Linked DNA regions of Sus scrofa: region 1 is linked to region 2. A link is a contact called in public promoter capture Hi-C data. All regions are on one chromosome and are shown on one strand. Each heading gives the region's core, a stretch centred on a gene start, on an enhancer-like site or on the middle of the called end of the contact. The rest is flanking DNA. Distances are from core to core; before and after follow the strand shown.

Evidence for each region. Promoter capture Hi-C pulls out the DNA fragments that hold promoters and counts their contacts.
Region 1: a contact with region 2 is called in a promoter capture Hi-C map of liver, with 14 times the contacts expected there. The contact joins the promoter of SLU7 here to the promoter of MAT2B in region 2. A contact is called at or near these places in 1 of 5 promoter capture datasets (liver), 1 of 47 Hi-C or Micro-C datasets (liver) and 2 of 2 datasets of contacts at active chromatin or transcription factors (alveolar macrophages and skeletal muscle).

The regions. Positions count from the first base shown.
Region 1 is chr16:63,116,174-63,119,944 of Sscrofa11.1, forward strand. It overlaps SLU7 (pre-mRNA-splicing factor SLU7), which reads left to right and starts at 2,253. Exons shown (of 16, transcript XM_003134093.4): 1 at 2,253-2,646.
Region 2 is chr16:60,269,371-60,273,240 of Sscrofa11.1, forward strand. It overlaps MAT2B (methionine adenosyltransferase 2B), which reads right to left and starts at 2,273. Exons shown (of 7, transcript NM_001142832.1): 1 at 2,182-2,273. The coding sequence starts at 2,244.

The DNA.
Region 1 (3,771 bases), core at 1,003-3,502, 2.8 Mb after region 2:
GTGATTAGGTTAAGTGTTAAATCTAGATCTGGTGTCATGGGCACAAGTGACTCGATTTGGGTCCAGTAGCTTCTCTCTTTAACAACACCCACAGCTTCCAGGTGGGAGTTCTTTTATTTCCTGAGGTCTTTGGGGAGTACAAGGTTAACATCTCCCTAGGGTAAGTCTTCCCCCTACAATAGAAAGCATTATGTCTCACAAGGTCCTGTAGTAACTGTAAAATGCCGCAACCACTCCATCTTTTTTTTTTTTCTCTCTTTTTTTAGGGCCACACCTGAGGCATATGTAAGTTCCCTGGCTAATAATCAAATTGGAGCTGCAACTGCCGGCGTACACCACAGCCCCAGCAACACCAGAACCAAGTCACATCTGTGATCTGCACCAGGAGCTTGCAGCAAGGGGTGTAGGTCATTAAGCCTAGGTGAGTTAAGCTCAGCTCAACCCAATGAGAGGGGCCTGGGATTGAACCGGCATCCTCAAAGACATTGTGTCCAATTCTTAACCCACTGAGCCACAACAGGAACTTCCAACAACCACTCCATCTTTGAGTAACCACTGTTTTCTTACTAAAGATGCCCCTGAATATGAATGGGGATACGTAACTGCTAAATGACCATCGCCACATAACCGCACCTATGTCCTAATTAAGCCCAAGCTATCAAACAATAAGCCATCCAGAACTGATTCCTGCTTCCTTAGATCCCCATCAGAATCCTCCAGGGGGAATCCAAACTTTACAAAAGATTAGAGAAGAATCTTGTCAAGCACACATAATTCCTCTGGGAGATGTGCTCCCTGGTTTGTTCTTGGTGGTTTTAACTAAACAGGCCTTTACACTTCCAAGCAAATTTCAGCAATTGTTTTAAGGAGATAAAAATAAAGCTTGAGTGATTCACAGACTGATCAAGTTCAGACTATTTTCTGACAACTTCTTTTCAACTATTGCCTTGCACAATCAAAATTAATAATTACATTCTTATGCCCTGGACACTGAAAATTAATAAGAAAAAAATAGATTATATGATAATGAGATCTTTTATTGAGACAAGGATGTTAGCTATTTTCACTTTGACATTTGGAAGGAATATATACGTGTTATTTCAAAAAACAAAATGTTGACCAGAACATTGGAGTTCCCGTAGTGGCTCAACGGTTAACTAATCTGACTAGCATCCATGAGGATGCAGGTTCAATCCCTGGTCTTGTTCAGTGGGTTAAGGATCCGGCATTGCCCTGAGCTGTAGTGTAGGTCAAAGACACAACTGGGATTCTGTAGGCCCACAGCTACAGATCTGATTCGACCCTAGCTTGGGAATCTCCATAAAGCCACGGGTGTGGCCCTAAAAAAGCAAAAAAAAAAAAAAAAAAAACTCAGAGAAAGTTCTACTCCAAAATTACTGCTTATTTTCCAGCACTTTATTTCACATTACACTTTAAAGGAAAGTTCAGATGCCATATATATCATTGTTTTGTTTTCACACAACGGAAATCGTTCTAAAGAGCTTTTTTCCTAAGAGTAAAACACAAGATCACTTTGGGGCAAAGTGTTGCAATTACGGATTAGATCCATATATCCTCAGAGGACCTGGTATTCCTTTGATAGCAGCTTTCTACAAATCACCGGAAAAACTTAGTGTCTTTCTCACTCTGTATGATGTAAATTCGAAGAGGGAAAGACTGTGTTTACCACGTCCCCAGCGTGTTACACTAGCTACTAATTAATACTAATTTTAACTCTTTCTTTCTTTCATTTTTGGCTGCCCAACGACATATGGAGTTCCCTCGCCAGGGATGAGAACCGAGCCACAGCTGCGACCTATGCTGCAGGCAGGATCCTTAACCCACCGCACGGGCTGGGGAAGGAACCCGCTTCGCAGCGCTCCGGCAGAAACGCCGCCGGTGTCTCTGAGCCTCAGCAGGAAAACTTTCACTGCTTTTTTAACTTCAAGCACTTCCGCATTCATTTCGTTGCACTTTGATTTCATTTCGTGAAGCATAAGCTGTTGTCTGTTCTCGGCACTAAAACTTTTGTTTGCATGTTTTGTTTTACGTCGTAAAATTCTGCGACTCAAAAAGAAAAAGAGTTGAAAAAGCACAGGATGTAAAATGAGCTGCTCAGGAGTTCCCGTCATGGCGCAGTGGTTAACGAATCCGACTAGGAACCATGAGGTTGCGGGTTCGGTCCCTGCCCTTGCTCAGTGGGTTAACGATCCGGCGTTGCCGTGAGCTGTGGTGTAGGTTGCAGACGCGGCTCGGATCCCGCGTTGCTGTGGCTCTGGCGTAGGCTGGTGGCTACAGCTCCGATTCGACCCCTAGCCTGGGAACCTCCATATGCCGCGGGAGCGGCCCAAGAAATAGCAACAACAACAACAACAAAAAACAAACAAACAAACAAAAATGAGCTGCTCAATTCTAACCCAAAACTAGAGACCCCCTGTAGAGAGGTAGGTACGGATCGAGATCTCGCGAGACCAGCGTCGTTTGGGTGTCCGAGACCCAGAGTCTTTGGTGCGCATGTGTTAGTCGTCCGGAAGGCGCCGCAGTGGGTGCCGGGAGAGGAAGGAAAGTCAGGAAGTAAACATTGACGCTCCGCTTCCTTCGTGTCCGGCTGTTTTGGGGTCAGCAACTGCGCGACTTCGTGACCAGGTGAGGGATTATTGTGAGAATCTGGGGAAGGGGAGGAGGGTGAAGGTGAAGAACTCAGGGAAGTGAGCTAGAGGCTAATACAGATATCTTTACGGCGTTGACGAACGCCAGGTTGAGGAGAAAATGGGAACAGGGGACCGAAAAGGATGCCGCCGTGCTAGGCCTCATACGTGGTACTTGTGCCCAGTTAGACCAGGACTGTATCTTCAGTGGCATGACATATAGTGCTGGTGTTATATTTCTCTCGGACAGTCCTGCATTGGAGGGTTTTAAGCTTGGGTAGTGGGACATGATATGGTTAAATCTGTTTTAAAAAATAGCACTGCAGTGTGGAGAATTAATTGTAGGGAATCAGAAGAGACTCAAAGGAAAGAGTAATAACGTTGTTGAGAGCAGAAGTAGATGAATTTGAGTGATATTCAGAAGGTGAAAATAATACTTAGTGCTGACAGAGATATGGGTACTAGCTAGAACGTTGTTAAGTGATGGATGATGGTGTCTGTCTTTCATCAAGAGAGGGAACAGTGGAGGAGATTAGATTTCAGAGAGAAGATTAAGATTTGTTGAGTTCAGGGAGTTCCTCTTGTGGCGCAGCGAAACGAATCCGACTAGTATCCATGAGGATTCGGGTTTGATCCCTGGCCTCTATCAGTGGGTTAAGGATCTGGCGTCGCCATGAGGCGTTCTGGTTGCAGACTGAGGAGAGGAAAAAACAAAACAAAACTGTTTGTTGAGTTTAGTTTTCTCTGTGGTATATAAGTGGAGATACTTTGAAGCAAGTAATTGTAATGTACTTATCTGAAGCTCAAATAAAAGGTCTGGAGTAGAGAAATAAATTGGAGAGCCAACAGTTGTGTATTTTGGCTGTTGAAGCCTTGGAAATAGATAAGCTTGTCCTCTGCTGGAGTTAAGAGTGATGAAGAAGGCCCTAGGATTGAGCCTTGTGGAATCCAACATTAAATGACTGTACAGAAATGAATGAACTTGCAAAGGAGACAGGAACCAGTTTGGATCTGGTGTGGCTGCAGCATCGGCTAGCAGCTGCAGCTCTGATTTGAGCCCTAGCCTGAGAACTTCCATATGCCATGGGTAAGGTCCTAAAACACTAATATATATATATTAGTG
Region 2 (3,870 bases), core at 1,023-3,522:
CTGGGAACCTCCATGTGCCGCAGCAGCGGTCCTAGAAAAGACAAAAAAAAAACCAAAAAAGGCCCCCCACCCCAAAAAAAACCCTTGAAAAACCAAATATATATAAATAGAGAGCTGTAGCTCTTATGCTACGAAGTCATACACATAATGGGAGACGTGTACACGGAATAATACCAAATTGTAAACTTAATAGGAGATAAATGGTTCTTTCAAGATGGTTCAACAAGTCCTCTGGGACAGTGACTTCTACTTTAGCACATGTGGGTTAACTTCTACTAAAAGTATCCCAAAGGAGTTCCCATTGTGGCGACTAGTATTCATGAGGAAGTGAGCCTCACTCAGTGAGTTAAGGATCCAGCTTTGCTGTTAGCTGTGGTGTAGGTTGCAGACATGGCTTGGATCTGGGCATTGCTGTGGCTGTGGCACAGGCCAGCAGCTGTAGCTCAGAGTCAAACCTGAGCCTGGGAACTTCCAAATGTGCTGGTGTCACCCTAAAAAGACAAAAAAAAAGGGGGGGTTCCTGTCGTGGCTCAGTGGTTAAGGAATCTGACTAGGAACCATGAGGTTGCAGGTTCCATCCCTGGCCTTGCTCGGTGGGTTAAGGATCCAGCGTTGCCGTGAGCTGTGGTGTAGGTTAGAGACCAGGCCCAGATCCCGAGTTGCTGTGGCTCCAGCTCCTATTCGACCCCTAGCCTGGGAACCTCTATATGCCACCGGAGCGGCCCAAGAAATGGCAAAAAGACAAAAAAAAAAAAAGTCCTAGAAAAGGTCAAGAGTGAAACTTCACTAATTATCTAAAGAGGAAATCTTAAATTTTAGTTGCAAACACAATTATACTTGGCTATTTTTAGAAGCTCTTAAATGTGGCAAAGTTTCACATTGATTTCTTTCTCACAACCCTCCCCCTTGAGAAAGATCTTTGAATAAATACTCCTGGACTTTAAGAAACTTTTTAAGATACCTAGGTGACACCAGTCTAACATCCACTGTCACCCTTCTGTACCCTACAAATAGTATTATTACCAGTAACCACTACATCTCATTCTCTAACATAAACTTCGTCTTCATTCTCACGAGTGAGGTTCAATTTTATAGGTTTTGAGAGCAGCAAAAATACATCAAGTTTTGGCTACAATTTTAACGAAGGAAAATCCATTTTCACTGGTCTACTGAACCCCTACTGTGAGAACTTATCAAGCTTTACATACACACATATACATTCATATGCGAGAATGCACATAAACGATATGTAATGTTACTACTCAGCATTGCTTGGGATACACAGAAACAATATCGAGGTTTAAAATAGGCTATCTACCCTAACTCTACCCCCTAAGTCCCAAAGTGATTTGAAAACACTAAATATGCTACATTCCGGAAGCGTAAAAATTTTGCATTATCAGAGATAGCCTTCACCTGAACCTTCTAAGACATATCGATCTGGGCATTAATAATCTCTTTATTCCCAGAGCTAGATATATTCTGTGAACTGGTGTATGCTGGGGGGCGTGGAATGAAACGGTAGAGAAGGGGGCTCTCCAAACACAGTTAACAGCTTTCGTTTATGCAACCTCCGCAATGGTTCAAAGCTTGGGAAACAGACCTGTATTTGAATTCCGGATGCAACCGTACTAAATGCACTTGGGCCAAGTACTCGCCCTCTAAGCCCCAAGTTTTCCTACCTGTAAAATGGAGCAAAACTAGAAACTCACAGTTATAAGGATTAAAGTAAATAATGTACGTAAAGTGCATAATATAGTTGTATGTTTTTAAACTAAGAACTCACTCTTCATCTCCAATCCTGTTCCTATTTCTGAAAGGCCACCCGGCCCCTTTTCAGAGATAGGAATTAAAATCGGAGAATAAAAACAAAAAAGATTAAAAAAAAAAAATCAAAACCGAAACATCTCCGAAAACCCCTCTTCGTTCCTGGGAGGGGAGACAGGAAACTTGAAAATGAAATTCAACTTATCCTGTCGCAGCTGCTAAGAAAAGACACAGAAACCGAGATAAACAAACTCGGCGGCGCCGCCCCAGCCTCCCGGGGCCTCAGCTCCGACTGAATGCGTCTGGAAAAGTACTCCAGCCCCACCACCAGATTCGTCCCCCTCCGCTCACTCGGTTCCCACGAGACGTCCCCCCCCCCCACCCCGCCTCCAGACCCGGGGCCGATTCCCTCACCTCCACTAACTGGCAGTTCCCGGGAACAAAGTGGATAGAGAGCTCCTTCTCCCGCCCCACCATGCCCGCCGTCTTGGCGACGCCGCCGCAGCGTCCGCCACTTCCTCCAGCCCAAGAACGCCGTAAGCCGCAGCTCCAACGCCCTAGGCCCGCCTCCCCTGGTCCGGGCCGGCCCCCTCCCACCGCTTCCGGCTTCCGCCGCCAAGACCGACACTCTTGATTGGCCACGCTCCACCGACGCCCCAAAAAGGGGGCGGGCGCGCTCAGGACGCTCCCAGCCCACGCGCCGACTCTTAAAGGGCTACCTGAAACAAAGGCCTCAGCTTTAAACCGGGACTCTTGAGTTTTGTTTGCGGGCTGGGAGGAGGAACTGGGGATGTTTATTTAGTTTTCCCTTTTCGACTAGGTAAGAATTGAATTGGATCGCCTGGACTTCCAAGTTTGTAGACTGTGCGCAGTGCATAAGGATTAACTGGGCACGTAAAACATAAAGTGGAACAAAACATTTTAAAGATATGGTAGGAGGGATGAGGCAAGGGAAGAGGAAGCACAATTGGACATGTATCCCTAGAGCAATGAGGGATCTTTGTTTTTGAGAGAGAGATTTTATAAAGAGAGGAGTAAAAATAAATGTGTTGACATCTGAGTCATCAGCCTCTGAAGAACCCATTTGTCTTTCTGGGATGCACAAAGGTAGTACGTGTGAAATTCCAAAAATGGCAAACTATTTTTAACTAGTTAAAAATAAAAAGGTGTGGGAGTCTGGGGGTGAATTGTTTGGGTGCCACTTTAAAACGTACGTTCTCGTACTTTACCAATAACTTCAGTATGAGCTGTGGAACTAGAGCCTGGGGCTCCACATTTTAGGGGATATAACTGGAGTCAAGACCACCCTTTGAGAAGCACCGCCTTACAGGCTGCAGCATTTGGCTACACAGCGGCGCCTCTGCTACCTCGGAAAATGAAAGGAACCAAAGGGGAAAAAGACCAACGGATCTTCTACCACCTGTATCACCCTTTTTTTTTTTTTTTAAAGTAACAAATTAAAACAGCCCTAAGCATTGAAGCTGACCTAGCACGCAACCGTATTTTCTTTCAGTTTAAAACCAAAACGTCCCATGCCAGCCGGGATGCCGGTGAAATTTACTCAGAAAAAATCCGAGCATGGACCGTGTAGGGTTCACCAGCTTTCCACTGAACAGTCTGAGTGTTTTTGTCCAGACACACAGAAGACAGAGACTCTAATAAAAGTCGCCCAGAAATGTTGATTACTGCTTGGATTCTTCTAAAACGACGTTAATTGCATAAAAGCTTTTTTTGGTTTCATCTTCCAGCTGAACACTAGGCAAGCAGCCTTTAAAAAAAGTTTTTCCACGTCTCAGTCCCGTGACTTTCTTTCCTACCCAACCCCCACAAGAACTCATTTCCTTATTTGTGTAAGCATCAGGTTTCTTTGGAACAATAGCAGGAGAGCCTGAGGCCCCCCCAACACTTTACAATTTTTGTTTCAATCCCGGCTATAAATCAATTAGCACTGTTAAGAGTCCTAGAGAGGACTGCCCCAACAGTAACCGCGCATAATCTGCAACAAAGAAAAGGTGTCGGTGGTACTGGGGGGAGGGATTCAAGATTCTCCCGATCCTCCTCTCTTTAAAAACTGAGGATTTTTTGTAAAGTTTACAGTGATGC